Linked DNA regions of Mus musculus: regions 2, 3 and 4 are each linked to region 1. The links are chromatin contacts, called in public HiChIP or PLAC-seq maps. All regions are on one chromosome and are shown on one strand. The core of a region is the stretch at or near the end of the contact, and the rest is flanking DNA. Distances in the headings are between cores, read along the strand shown. Region 1 overlaps Me3 (malic enzyme 3, NADP(+)-dependent, mitochondrial). Region 2 overlaps Sytl2 (synaptotagmin-like 2). Region 3 has its middle 16 kb from the start of Ccdc83. Region 4 has its middle 43 kb from the start of Prss23.

Evidence for each region. HiChIP or PLAC-seq counts read pairs in DNA pulled down with a chosen protein or histone mark.
Region 2: a contact with region 1 is called in an HNF4G HiChIP or PLAC-seq map of pancreatic cancer cells. The contact joins two enhancer-like sites. A contact is called at or near these places in 1 of 115 datasets of contacts at active chromatin or transcription factors (pancreatic cancer cells) and 1 of 9 other capture datasets (liver).
Region 3: an H3K27ac HiChIP or PLAC-seq map of large pre-B cells shows a contact between it and region 1, with 5 times the contacts expected there. The contact joins two enhancer-like sites. A contact is called at or near these places in 1 of 484 Hi-C or Micro-C datasets (pro-B cells) and 2 of 115 datasets of contacts at active chromatin or transcription factors (the 230-238 cell line and large pre-B cells).
Region 4: a FOXA1 HiChIP or PLAC-seq map of pancreatic cancer cells shows a contact between it and region 1. The contact joins two enhancer-like sites. A contact is called at or near these places in 3 of 15 datasets of contacts at CTCF or cohesin (the NIH/3T3 cell line and large pre-B cells), 7 of 484 Hi-C or Micro-C datasets (the HL-1 cell line, Sertoli cells, cerebral cortex and 3 more) and 12 of 115 datasets of contacts at active chromatin or transcription factors (the NIH/3T3 cell line, bone marrow-derived dendritic cells, cardiomyocytes and 7 more).

What each region holds. Positions count from the first base shown.
Region 1 is chr7:89,834,051-89,837,302 of GRCm38.p6, reverse strand. All of the region lies in intron 7 of Me3 (malic enzyme 3, NADP(+)-dependent, mitochondrial), which reads right to left. Among named protein-coding and RNA genes, the nearest start is that of Ccdc81, 68 kb to the left of the region's middle. Within about 2 kb of position 1,587, at least 37 of the 459 cell types and tissues checked have an H3K27ac peak or open chromatin away from gene starts, as enhancers often do. A contact at or near this core is called in pancreatic cancer cells, where this site is marked.
Region 2 is chr7:90,306,471-90,309,722 of GRCm38.p6, reverse strand. The region is part of intron 1 of Sytl2 (synaptotagmin-like 2); the gene reads right to left. Among named protein-coding and RNA genes, the nearest start is that of Sytl2, 5.7 kb to the right of the region's middle. Within about 2 kb of position 1,507, at least 52 of the 459 cell types and tissues checked have an H3K27ac peak or open chromatin away from gene starts, as enhancers often do. A contact at or near this core is called in pancreatic cancer cells, where this site is marked.
Region 3 is chr7:90,279,360-90,282,611 of GRCm38.p6, reverse strand. No RefSeq gene overlaps it. Among named protein-coding and RNA genes, the nearest start is that of Ccdc83, 16 kb to the right of the region's middle. Within about 2 kb of position 1,506, at least 33 of the 459 cell types and tissues checked have an H3K27ac peak or open chromatin away from gene starts, as enhancers often do.
Region 4 is chr7:89,559,431-89,562,682 of GRCm38.p6, reverse strand. No RefSeq gene overlaps it. Among named protein-coding and RNA genes, the nearest start is that of Prss23, 43 kb to the right of the region's middle. Within about 2 kb of position 1,537, at least 89 of the 459 cell types and tissues checked have an H3K27ac peak or open chromatin away from gene starts, as enhancers often do. A contact at or near this core is called in pancreatic cancer cells, where this site is marked.

The DNA.
Region 1 (3,252 bases), core at 338-2,837:
TCTGTCTACCAGCTCTTCTCAGGAGTTCTAAATTCATGACTTCAGTCTTAATTTCTGAGAAAAAAATCAGGAAATTTCTATCTCATCTGTGTGTGTGTGAGTGTGTGTGTGTGTGTGTGTGTATCAGAATAATGAATTTAAACAAATGAATTGATTTAATTAAAAATTGTTCATTCATATGCAATTATGTATGAGCAGATATGTGGTGAAGTTGCATGATGGTCAGAAAAGAGAGGCTGCAAAGCAGGGGCCAGCATGGCCTTTCTCCAGGGAGAGGTGGGATGATGACTGTGTCGTTTGTACGTGCAGATATCACGTACCACTCTTACTACAATGTGCCAATCATTGTGTTGAGAACTGGGGATCAAAAATAAGTAAGCCATGGTTCCTGACTGCAAAAGCTGATGTTTAGGGAGAGGCAGAGAATACAACAGAAGCATCTAAAGTTCACCGGTTTGGATATGATGCACTTTTATAAAGCTCACGTGTTGAAACATCGTTGGCCCTTGGTAGATCCAGTCATTGAGAGGTGATTGGATCATGAGAGTTTTGATTCATCAGTGAGTTCATTGATGGACTCAGAATCTGAGGATGATGCTAGAAATGATGAAAATTAGGAAGCGGGGGCCGGTTGGAGAAAATGGTTGCCAGGGGCATGCGTTTCAAGAATGTATCTGGTCCTGAGACCATTTTGCTCTTTTCTCATTACTTTCTGTTGCCATTGAGCAGCTCTGCCCCAACTCCTGCTATGATGCTCAGACTCACCAGAGGATCATGGACAGAAACCTCTCAAACAGCAAGCACAAGAAATCTTGCCTTCCTTAAGCCGTGTTCTCAGTTATTTGTTACAGTCATGTAGAACCAATCGCTGAGAGGTGAACGTGATAACCACCACACCACTCAGAATGGACCAGTGTAAGAACAGATGGCGAAGAGCACCTGCATAGGTACCCAAACCAGACCATTCCCGGGCAGGCCACCCATTGAGCTGAGCCTTGAAGGACAAAGGAATTCCTCGGGACCAAGGTGATGGGAAATAGCTGGACATGGTGGCACTCAGCTGTACCTCCAGCACTTGGGAAGTAGAGGCAAGAGGAATAGACATTTGAGAGCAGGCTTGGCTACAAGAGACTGTTTAAAAACAAAAAACAAAACAAACAAACAAAAAAACAACCAACCAAACTGAAGGGATGAGTAGAAGACAGGAAAGCGGTCCTTGCTCTCCAGTTCGTGTGTTTCAGCAAATGAGTGCAAAGTTTCTCACAAAGGGATGGCTTGCACAGTGAGTCATGTTTCCATCTTGGAGGAACACTGTGGCATGAGTCTGTGGGAGAGAGAGGTAGACGGGCAGCAGGGGCCTGCCGTTGTTCCTGTGTGTGTTTATGAGGATGTACACACATGAGTCTGTCTGTCTGCCTGTACATCTGGAGTCTGCACCTGGTGTGCTGCCTGAATGGACTTGTTTTCCACTTGGCAGCCCAGGGGACGCAGAGGATAGCTGTCCCGTTGCTGACTCACGTGTGAGTGGCATGACGACTAGTCAGCAGGTGCTTCCTCCGAGGCCACAGGCACATGCTGCCTGTGAGGTGACTGGCAGGCTGGAAGAATGCCCTTCAGCCTCCAGCTGGTCTTCTTGGACTGTTCTGCTGCAGCTTCAGGGGACTTGACTTGTTGGGATGAGGTTGGCATCGCTCACCAATGCCTGTTGCAGGTGCAGGCCTCAGGGGGGCTGGAGAGACAGTGCGAGAAGCTGAGCTTTCTCTTCAGGGTCTCCACTTCTCTGGGCATCTACTTTCCAGGTCCTGAAATCCTATGCTTGAACTCAATTCTCTAATAGTATGCTATAACTGTGTTATGCCACCCCTTGAAAGCTCACAACAAAGTCTCCCAAAATCATTCATCATATTTCTGCTACCCTATAATGTGGACCACAGAGAAAAGAGGCATTTGGCTCTGTGATTTTAGACATAGAGCAGTATGGTAAGCGGTTATGAATGTGGGATTTAGAGTCCAGATGCCCGGGACAAACGTTCGATTGGACACTTACTGGTTCAGTAAGTTACTTATTCTCTTTGTGCCTCAGTTTCTTTATTTATAAGGCACAGATACTAATATCTCACAGGATTAAATTATGTACAGTTCTCTGGACAGTGCCTAGTATGTCACAAACATTCGGCAATAAACTTTAAAGTGAGTTTATATTCTCTCTAGTCTATCTCTAACTGACTCCATGAAGCCTCGCCATCATTTTGGGTGTAAGCAATCATCTGTAGAATGTAGTCAGCCTTTACTCAAGCATAAGCCATTCCACATCAGCTTATTCTTTTCACCTACTGCGGACCTCTGCTTTCATAGACTTGGCCCACCAAACTTCATTTGCTAAGTAGCAAGATATGTTGACCTATCAAGGTTTCTCTTGGGCCTAATGGAACTCTAGGGACAATGTCCAGCTGAGAACTCTGGGGTCAGATCGGAGGAGCACCCGAGAAGCCTCTGTTCCACTCTAGCTTCAGATATGGGTACCTCCAAAGCAGCATGCAACTCCTTGGTGTTTTAAAGCTCTATGACAGGTGACCAAGGGACATGGAGTAAAATAATGCTTTACATTGACTTTTGAAATGTTCTGTGTCTCTGGTTACCAGTGTCTCTCAGCAGCACATATTAGCCAAGCTTAGGGAAGGACTCATCATGGCTGACAGGGATGTTTTGATCTGATAAGTCAAACGTAATATTTTCTATGTATAAGCGCTCTCTCTCTCTCTCTCTCTCTCTGTGTGTGTGTGTGTGTGTGTGCGTGTGTGTGTGTGTGTGTGTGTGTGTGTGTGTGTGTGTGTGGTATAAGCATATGGTGCTAGTGTGCCCACCAACAGAGGAAGACACTGGGTCTCTGTATGTTATTTCATTGAGATGTGGCCTCTCTTTGAAACTAGAGCTAGTCTGGAGGCCAGAACCGCCAGCGATCCTTCTGTGTCTGTCACACTGGGGTTACAGTCATATGCAGTTGCAAAGGTTTGTGTGGAATCCAACGCAAGTCTTCATGGTTAGGAAGGTGCGTGCTTCTTAACCAATGAGGCTTCCACCCCTGGCCCTTGAAATCTTTACAATGTGTTTCTGAAGTAGTTATTTCCATCTTAGAACAGAAAATAAAATTATAGCCGGAGAAGTGATTTTCCAAGTTCAGGTAGCTAATAATTGACAATAGTGTATAGAACTTCTTACAGATATTAAACCATACAGTTCTTACCTCCCTCT
Region 2 (3,252 bases), core at 258-2,757, 470 kb before region 1:
AAATCTTAAATGGATATTCTGCTTATCACCGTGTTCTGGTTATTATTCATAGCAGCACCAAAATGAATGGGGGAGAAAGAAACAATGTTTTTTCGCCTAAAGACCATAGGTGATACAATTTACATAATATAAACAGTACTAGTTCTTAACACTCTAAGCATTGCACATCAATCGCCTTTTTCTAGAGCAGAATTGATCCTTTTAAAAATGTATCTGTTTAATTTGAGATGGGGGGTGCATGCATGATCTTGATAGTGGACAACTATCAAGATCAGTTCTTCCCCTCTGCTAAGACATCTCCCTAGGCCCAGTATTGATCCTTAAGCAGGCTGCCAAGCTGCTGCCTAGTCGCTTTGTGGTTTATTGTCCTTTATTGTCCCTTAGATACTCCCCGGACTACTTAATCCTCATTATTATTGTCTCTCTATAGAAAAATCTCCCAAGTGTTTGCAACACACCTATTTTCAAATATTCTTTTGTGTAGTCTCAACACTGTACAAGCTATGCATCCTATGAGATCTGCACCTAGAACTCAGTTTGTAACCTCCTGCCTTCACTAGCAAGAAGACAGGATGCCATTCAGACACAGGCAGGTACCAAGTACTTTGAATTATCTTCCAAACCATGATCCAAACCATGGCCTCTGAGGCCAGATGCATGAGGTGAAATCTCTATTCCTTCTCTTGTTAGCTATGTAAACTTGGACAACTTATCTGTGCCTCCATTTCCAGTGAGTGAAACAAAAAAATACTATCAGTAACAAACTATTTTAATAGTTAACAAATATATGTAGGGCCATGTTTGGAATAATATCTGATGCAAAATAAGTGCTAAAGAAAGCTTAGATACCACTATCATCATCTTCTTTCATAGTGGGGTTGAAAAGAGCATTCTGAAGCCATCAGAGATAATGTATTATGGGCCATTAGCACCCAAACACAGCCCAGCTCAGGGAAAATGCATTCAGAGTAACTGAGGATGGATCCTATATAACCAGTGATGATGCCTCGAAAACATAGATGCACAGACTTACAGCATTCGCTGATGAGTGTCTGTGACTTTAACGGCTCATGAGTTGCTGTGACTGCATCAGACAGAAACTAGTTAAATCAGAAATGGCACCAGATAGTTATGAAGCAGCAAGTCTTTAAATGACGACTCTTAGCAGCATATGAAGATTATAGGATATGGTAACAAGTTAGGATTTGGGGACAGCAAGATGAGTTCCCTAAACAGGCCCACAACGACAAAACGGAACCAACCTTAGCAGACATTTGGAAAGCTTCAAACTGCACTTCTAAAATTCAAATGACTAGTTTAAAACCAACAGTGGTAATGAATCTGCTGTAAAGAATCCAACTTGCCACAGCTACCTTCGTCCCATGCAGATCACTGGCAGGGAGACCAGAGCACAGATCTTACTGAATAGCTTCTTCTGGTCTGGTCTCCAGCTCGTGCCCTCAGCCTCACAGCCCTGTGTTTTAACCAAGTGACTCAGCCAGTGGCAGGAAGGCCCAGGCGCCTGTGGCCATGAGTAATGGCAGCATAAAACACATCTGTCTGATTGGAGCTGATGGTGTCAGTTCAGTTCTGTGAAAATGTTACAGTAAAACAATGCTCCCATGAGGACAGAAAGAAGCGCCTGTTCACCCAGGACCCGAGTGATGCCTTTCTTCCTCCTCTAGCTCAGACGTGTGTGGAATTGCTTACAAGGTCTTTCTGTGCGTTCATGGGGGCCCATTTTCTTGTGCTTCTCTATACATGCCTGGGATCTACTTCAGGCCCTTGTGTATGTTAAGCAAGCACGACACCTCTGAGATCCATACCCATTTGCACCACTAATTCTTGGAGATCTTATAGAAAGAAGATTCAGGAATATGAGGCCAAATTTAATGTTTATCGGCAGCTACCAAGAATGGATAAAGTGTGCTGCATGGGGCTGGGGAGATGCTCAGAGGTTACATGTTTGTCCTGCAAGTACGAGGACCAGAGTTAAGATGCTCAGAACCCACATAAATGCTGGGTGGGCACCAGCCTCAGAAGCAAGAGAAAGGGGACTCTCGTTAACAAGCTGGCTAGGGAGATTAGTCATGTCTGCAAGCCCTGGATCTGACTTAGAGAACATGCATCATTCAGTACAGTGAAAGAGTGACTGAGCATGTTTCCTGACATCAATGTCAGGCCTCCACATGCATGCACATTCACATACATGTGACACATTATGGGGTAGGAGATGCTTTCATTTTAGCCAGGTTCCCTCTCAATCACAGCACCATGTTTCAGCAGAGGGATTCATCCATTGTTTCATTTGTTCACCTACGGTTTAATTTAAAATCCTTCACTGAGCTTCTATGGAGTGCCAGTCTCAGGGTGCAGCATTGAGGAGCACAGCCTGAGCCCCCAGAGCCTCAGACTGTCCCACATTGGCCTTTTCTTCCCATCCCTGTCCTGACCATAGCTGTGTTCTGTCTCCTGTCTTCTGTAACCTCTTTCCACTCTGTCCAGTGCTGGGCTAGTCAAGTATGGTCATGTGCCTCCCACATTCTGCAAGAGTTCTACCACATGGCCAAGTGCCCAGGGGGCACTGCGGAAAAACACTGTACTTAGTAACTTAGCAGCAAATACTTAGTGAGCCACATGACTTTATTGTGATTTTTAAAAAGACTCTGCTTTTATTATATTTCTATATACCTACCAATCCAAAATTTATCCCCCAAGTGGGTCTCTCCTCCCAACATCCTAGGAGGTTCTAGACTAATAGCTAACAATTAAATGACTAAAAACAACTGCCCTCTAAACAACGTGTAAAGGACAGCCAAGTGAGGACTGTCACAAAGGTGTCACCAAAAGCTCAAAGCAACAGAGAGTAGGACCATTTTCCCACTACCAGAGTCATTTGGGACATGGGCAGAAAATAACCCAGACCCATTGGACTTGCAAACTTTATATGCCCCAGTACAGGGGAATACCAGGGCCAAAAAGGGGGAGTGGGTGGGCAGGGGAGTGGGGGTGGGTGGATATGGGGGACTTTTGGTATAGCATTGGAAATGTAAATGAGTTAAATACCTAATAAAAAATGGAAAAAAAAAATTTGGAGGCATTACGCTCTGTCTCTTTAATGAAACATGTCATCAATCAAACAAGAATTATGTGAAACACATCAAGAACAAAAGAAAAAAAAAAAAAAAAGAAAAGAAAATAACCCAGAATCAGATCTTTAAGATTGCAAGAAATCTCATCCAATCCAATTCC
Region 3 (3,252 bases), core at 257-2,756, 450 kb before region 1:
TGTTTTCTCCTTGCTGTATGGTAGGTAGTAAATTAGAAATGGTCTTCTCAAGTATTCAACAAACTTAATTTTTCTCTCTTTCCATTTAATAAAAACAGGCACCAAAGTTAGTCATCATTATATCCCATAATTATTTGCACTAGTCCTGTGTGCCCCACCCCTGTCTACATGTGACTTGCGTGTAGGCCCTCTCTCCCCTGCTTGCATAGAAGGAGGGTCATGAATACGGACACAGGGAGAAGCCAGTCATGCACAAGTCAGGAAAAGAGCCCTCAGCAAGCATGACCTTGAGTGTACGCAGATCTGGACTCCCAGCCTCCGGCACTGGGAGAACCTTACAATTCTATTGTTTAACTGTGGTAATACTAGCACACCAATACACTTCTCACATCATCCTTAGGACAGCCTTTTAAAAAAAAAAAAGATGGAAGAGCAGGTAAATCATATGTCTCTTGACACTGCTTGCAATCACATTAAATTCTGATGATGCAAGGGCCTCACCGAAGTCGTTCCAAGCCCACTATTCCACGTTGGTGGGACACATTCCAATGGCTAACCCTCCCTCAGAGCAAACCTCTGGCGGTTTGTAGGACCAGGTGTGGATCGGGTAAATGACATGCAACAGTTTTTCCCCTTCATTCTCTGCTAGCTCATAACAATCGGGGCTCTTGTGTAACTGGTCTGTCTAAACCAGGGGCTTAACCTCAGAGCAGCTGCTGTGGAAAACTGCCCTGTGCATTGTGGGATATTTATGAGAATGCCCGCTTCCCCCTGCTCAGTCATGACAGTGTTCAACATCTATAGATATTGCCACATGGGCACTAGGAGACAAAAGTCACTCTGGTTGGGAAGTATTGGTTTAAGCCTTAGAGGTCATGGCCCCATACTTATGGAAGCCTGCCAACTTCTAACAACCACCTGGAGAGGGGAGTTATGCAAATGAAAAGTAATCGAGCATTTCTTCTCAAATGCGGTCAGTCAGTGGGACAGAATTTGTGAAGAAAGGTGGACGTAGGGTGGTAGGAAGGAAGGTACTGTTTGGGGATATAAATGTTCTATGTGCCATACACAACTATTTCCTTTGGAAGATACATGGTGAAGATTTCTTCACACATATAATAATCATGAATTTTGACACATGTAAAAAACCATGAATTCCAGGACAGTCTGGGCTATGTAGAGATATCCCTGTCTCAAAAGAAAAAAAAGGACATAAACATTTTATAATCCACTCACTAACGTGGCTCCTGCCCACTAGACTGGTTAGTTTAGTGGGTCCTGCCCCTGACCAGTCTAGTGACTCCATATCAAAACTGTCACACACAGGCCAGAAGTTTGTTAGCCACGTTGGCTCTGCACTCTTTCCTCCCGTCTTGCCTCCCAGCCTCCAGTCCTCACCCCAAACCCAATCTTTCCTCATTGGTCTTTCTTGGTCTTGCTTTGGGCTGAGAAAGCCCTGGTGCTCACAGAAGGAGGCTAATCTCTCTGACACCAGCCTCATCCGCCCCACCTGTTCTTGGTTATACAGCCAGACAGCTGAAAGCCTCTCTAACGGCACTGGCTGAGCCTGCTTGCCTTTATAGATCGTTTTCTCGAACTCAAGCACAACGTGGTGATTGCTCTTAGGCTTGCAGAAAAATACAAAATTACTAAAGAGGCTGCCCAGTCTCCCTCAGTCAGCTCTCCCCCTGTGCTGTCCCCTCTATTACCGTACTTTAGACCCAAAGAACTTACCCTTGTGTGGCCTTCCTTGCCTACTTTCAGTAGCACAGGCTACCTGGCTAGTTGGAAGGTTTTTGATTTTGTTTCGTTCTAGTTGATGGAAATCACCTGTATGCAACAGACTTCAACTGCTTGTCTCCAGGAGCCTTTGTCGCCCTCGGGATATGACAGCAGAGAGCAGTAGCTGAGCTGGGGGAGTAGTAGGAAGTGGCGCCCTCTACTGTTAGTCTCTGTGGGGGCTTTGGTTATCTCCTTAGCCCTTAGCAGTGGCCAGTGTTACAAAATCTCAGCCCAGGGTCTTAAGACCTTGTGCCTAGAAGACTGGACAGGCCTGTGGGATTTTTCATGTTCCCTTTCCTGGCTCCTTTTATCAACTCTCCTCTGTTGTCACGGTCCCTACCCTTCCTGCTCTGGGCACTCTCAAACTGCTCAGCACCTCTTTCAAGCCACCGGGCCATGCTCTGATCACTTCCGCAGCTCAGTGGCTGCCAGCCCGATGCTCACGGTATAACTCAGGGTTCATTTCCAGACATATCATGCCGGCCGGGTTGTCCAATGATACTCAAGATGCAGTGGGCTGCTCAGCAACTGTGCTCCAAGGACATTTGGGGTCATTCAGGCATGAGGGGGTCTTTGGCAGTCTACTTCTGGCTTGATTTGAGTTAATAGTGGCACCAGACATTGAGGGACCAGTAGGCAGTGCCAGACACGCCGGCACACTCTGATTCGTCTGTAATCTCAGCACCTGGAGGTAGAGGTAGAAGGATACAGAGTTCCAGTTTAGGCCAGATGGTTGTGGCACACAGCTTTAATCCCAGCACTCAGGAGGCAGAAGCAGGGAGATCTCTGTGAGTTCGAGGCCAACCTGGTCTATAGGGCGAGTTCCAGGGGAGCCAGGTCTACATGAGCAGGGGCAGTGTATATGTATATAATCTCTGTGTGTGTGTGTGTGTGTGTGTGTGTGTGTGAATACAAAATGTCACAATGAAACCCATTATTTTAATATACTAACCAAAAATGAGTAATTTTACACACAGCTGTCATAAGACCAGGAACACTACAGAAGGGAGAAGCCGGTTCTGAGCGTTGTGGTGGGCTCCCTCATCCCCCAACCCCCGCCCTCCCACACACATATTTTTCTTTGAATTCACCATGCAAGCTAAGGGCTTCTTCTAGCAACCACTTCTGGCAGTGCTGGTTACAGACCTCCCTGGCCCACGAGGTACAAGGGCATAGTTGGCCTCTGCACGCTCTAAGCATCTCACAGTCAGCACCCTCGGGAGCAGTCTCCAGCACATGGTGAGTGTGACCTAACTACCCAGCCTACTGAGCTATGTCCCAGAGTCCTATCAAAACCAACCCCTTTTTATCCAGTCTCTAGAGAACTTGTTCATCAACAAACTCTGCCATCTCTACCTTTCTTGTTTCCCCATTCTCCTAACTTTTGGAGAGTACCTCCCAATAAAGCTACTCACACACAGACCCCAACTTAGGATGCCCATCTAGAGGATGCCAGTTGTTAACCGCAGC
Region 4 (3,252 bases), core at 288-2,787, 270 kb after region 1:
CTCCAAGGGAAAGGTAATGGTGTCTATTAGTAACTAAGAAAATTAAGCAAAATCTATTTTGGTTTCAGTTAATAGTGTGTTGAAAAATTGTACCTTTCAACATGGCAGAAATGCAACTTATCACTGACTCCTCTCCAATCCCCCCCCCTTTCTGCCACTTCACATCTATTGTGATTAGATCCATGGGTGATCAGAGGGGTAAGAGGGTTTCACAGCTTTAACATTTTCTTTAGCCTTTTGGCTAAAGAAAGCATCCCCAAGAGGCCCAGAGCAGCCCAGAACAGGACTCTTTTCTTGGGGCCGTCCCTGGGGTCCCTTTTTAGGACCTCTGTCTCATAGTTCCCTTGACCCTGACAGATGTGTTCCTATTTCTGGTGCCACTTGTAGCACTGAGAAGCAGCGCATCTCCAGTCTCCCTCTCAGAATCCCCCCACTCCTTCAGCAGGCACTTGCAGACAAGATCAAAGATAACCCTGTAGTGTTCTTTTCTGGTGTTCTCTACTTCTAGTGCATGGGAAATTACTGCATCCTTGACATGAAAACCCTCTAGATGTATATATAGTACAAACCCACCCAGCACACTACTCTGGCTCTTTTCTCTTTCATTGTCCCTTTAGGAACAGGAGTTAGAACCCAACCCTGGTCTACTTTCACAGGAATGCTTCAAGCGCCTGTTCTCTGTGCTCTCAGCTAAAGGAAATAGATTGGTAGCTTACCTCTCCTCTCTACAGAGAGAGTGGTAACAGTTTCCATCCTTATTTTCTATTCTTGATCTGGCTGAAGGCCAAGACTGAAGATGCATAAGTCTCTTTCCAGCGTCTTAACTGTTTGAATTTATTTTTGAATCTTAATATTTATTATAATGGAGTCTGAGATAAACCAGGGACAAAAAAAATCCCATTTCAAAATCTTAATATTCACTATTGAAATAGGACCTCAGATTAAGAACCGGAAAAAAAAAAAAAAGAACCGGGTATCCCAGAAGATGGCCAAATGAACTATGTCCTGCAAGCAAGCAGAAATTGGGGAGTGCCAAATTATTCTCTAGATTCAGTCTACAGTATTTATGAAGTAAGCTACCAAGCTTAGTGCTCACATTCCTAGGGAAATTTTTATCCCAGGATTTACTGTAATGTGCTCAACACTTAAACTAGGAATGTGAAGTTGTATTCATTTTCTTAGCATAGCTGAGAAAAGACAAGCTCAGCGAGGATCCGTGTTTCTTCATTCAGGATTTTTACCCTATATGCACGATGCTATCCCACTAACACAGAGGCTATGCACACACTGGATTCATGCTGGGTCATGAGAAATGGTGAGGATGTTGGTGAGTCTAATGGTTTCTTATCCATGGTCCACAAACAGACACCACTAACTAGCAGACAAGTGCTTTTACAAGTCAAAGAAGAAAAGTGCAACTCGCCCTGGCCCTCCAAAACATCATTGGTTGTTTGTCCCCACCATATAAAGCCATGCCCAGGATCCCTGCAGTCAAGCTCTGAGCCCTGCGTGGGATGTGAAAACTGAGTCACATGGCAGTGACTCACTAGCTTGCGACCACACAATGAGTCAGACAAGAAAGGCCCAGGGACACTCTTTTAAAAGTCTAAGTTATGCAAACTGTCTCTTGGAGAACCACCCTTGAAGGAGAGAAGGCTCCATGGTAAATGGGTGGGAAGACTTGTCAAGACTCCCATCCCATATCCTAGAATAATGACATGCATCTGAAATCTTGGAACTTTCTGCAATAGATTCTAATGCTGTCAACAAATTCATTATTCCCTTATACCCACTGATGGTCCCTACGGACTGGGCCCAGCTTATTCCCATTCACCAGCTGATTGTGCTTCAGCTCTTACAAAACCCAGAGTCAGTCTCAGGATACAGCAGAGGCAGGACACAGCTTTGTTACAGAGTCCATTCGATGAGATCTTGAGCCAACAGTTTACTCTACTTCCAAAAATAAAAACAGAAGTAATGGTATACCTAAGAGACTGCACAAAAAAAAAAATAAGTGAGGCATTATTTATAAATCATATGAATCAACTTGTCTTGTTTGATCATTGAATACATGTATTATTCACTAAACACTGTGTGATGACTGGAAAGAGAGCAGTGACCAGCTAGAGACAACCTGAGGATCAGGTTTCTTCTTCAGCCACAGCCTGGCTGAAGAGGAGTATCAGGCTTTGACTCCCTCTGGATGTGAAAAAGATGAGAGAGAAGAGAGCTGATGTTCTACTGGTAATGCGTTTTATGACCTCTGTACAATCACGTCTGCCCCCTGAGCTTCAGTCCCCTCACCCACGAGCAATGCGGGCTGTTTTGTGCTCCTGTTCTATATTTCAATGTCTGATGCGCAGTGTGGAGCACGAGCCTGAAATTCAGGTCCCTAGGCTCCTCCGCCAGTGAGCAATCCCTGGTCCTGAGTTTATTTTACAACCTTCCCTGAAATGCAAGGTTAAATTTTCCCAAATGTTATGAATATGAAGATGCATTTTATGTCAATTAATTTTAAAACATGAGTATTGATGCATTTTATGTAGTTAGTTTGAAAAATACAAAGAACTGAAAACTACTTATTAATGTATTAAATTTTGAGATGCATTTATATTCTATCAATTTCACAATATACAGTACTCAACACTCTGTGATCGTGGCTACCCTCTAATAATTTGAGAAGGGTATATAAGTTTGAGAAATAGTGTTCTTTGTGTAGGTAGGAAACCATGCTATTTATTAATAATCTAGACAGTGTTTGACACCCTTTGCATTAATGTGTCATAATACTCCTCTCCTGGGCACGTAGCCACAAGTTCTCTGTGAATTCCTATCTCGTGACTAATAATTTATCATTCTAACTGGAGACCTTTTGGGCATTTGGCTAGACACTGGGTCCTTTCCTCATACTTCAAATCTAAAAGGGAATCTTAGCTGTGGACGAGCTAGGGCTTCAGGAAATTCTGGCTGCATCTGCTGATTTGTAAGAAAACTAGACAGTTTATTATGAGGGTGAAGAGAGGGTAGATGCTGTTTACTAGCAGAATTTCAACATAATATACACAGATTATCAGTTATGAGGCGACTTTGTGAAAGAGAACTACGAATTCTTTTGTGACCAAATCAAACATCAGAAGAAAATAACCTTGCCAGCTTTCAGGCACACATAGGTCAGAGCTACAGGGCAGGCCACACGTCCAGATTTACTTCATTAGATGATAATAGGCCATAGCCTAAGTCAGGCTTAGCTGT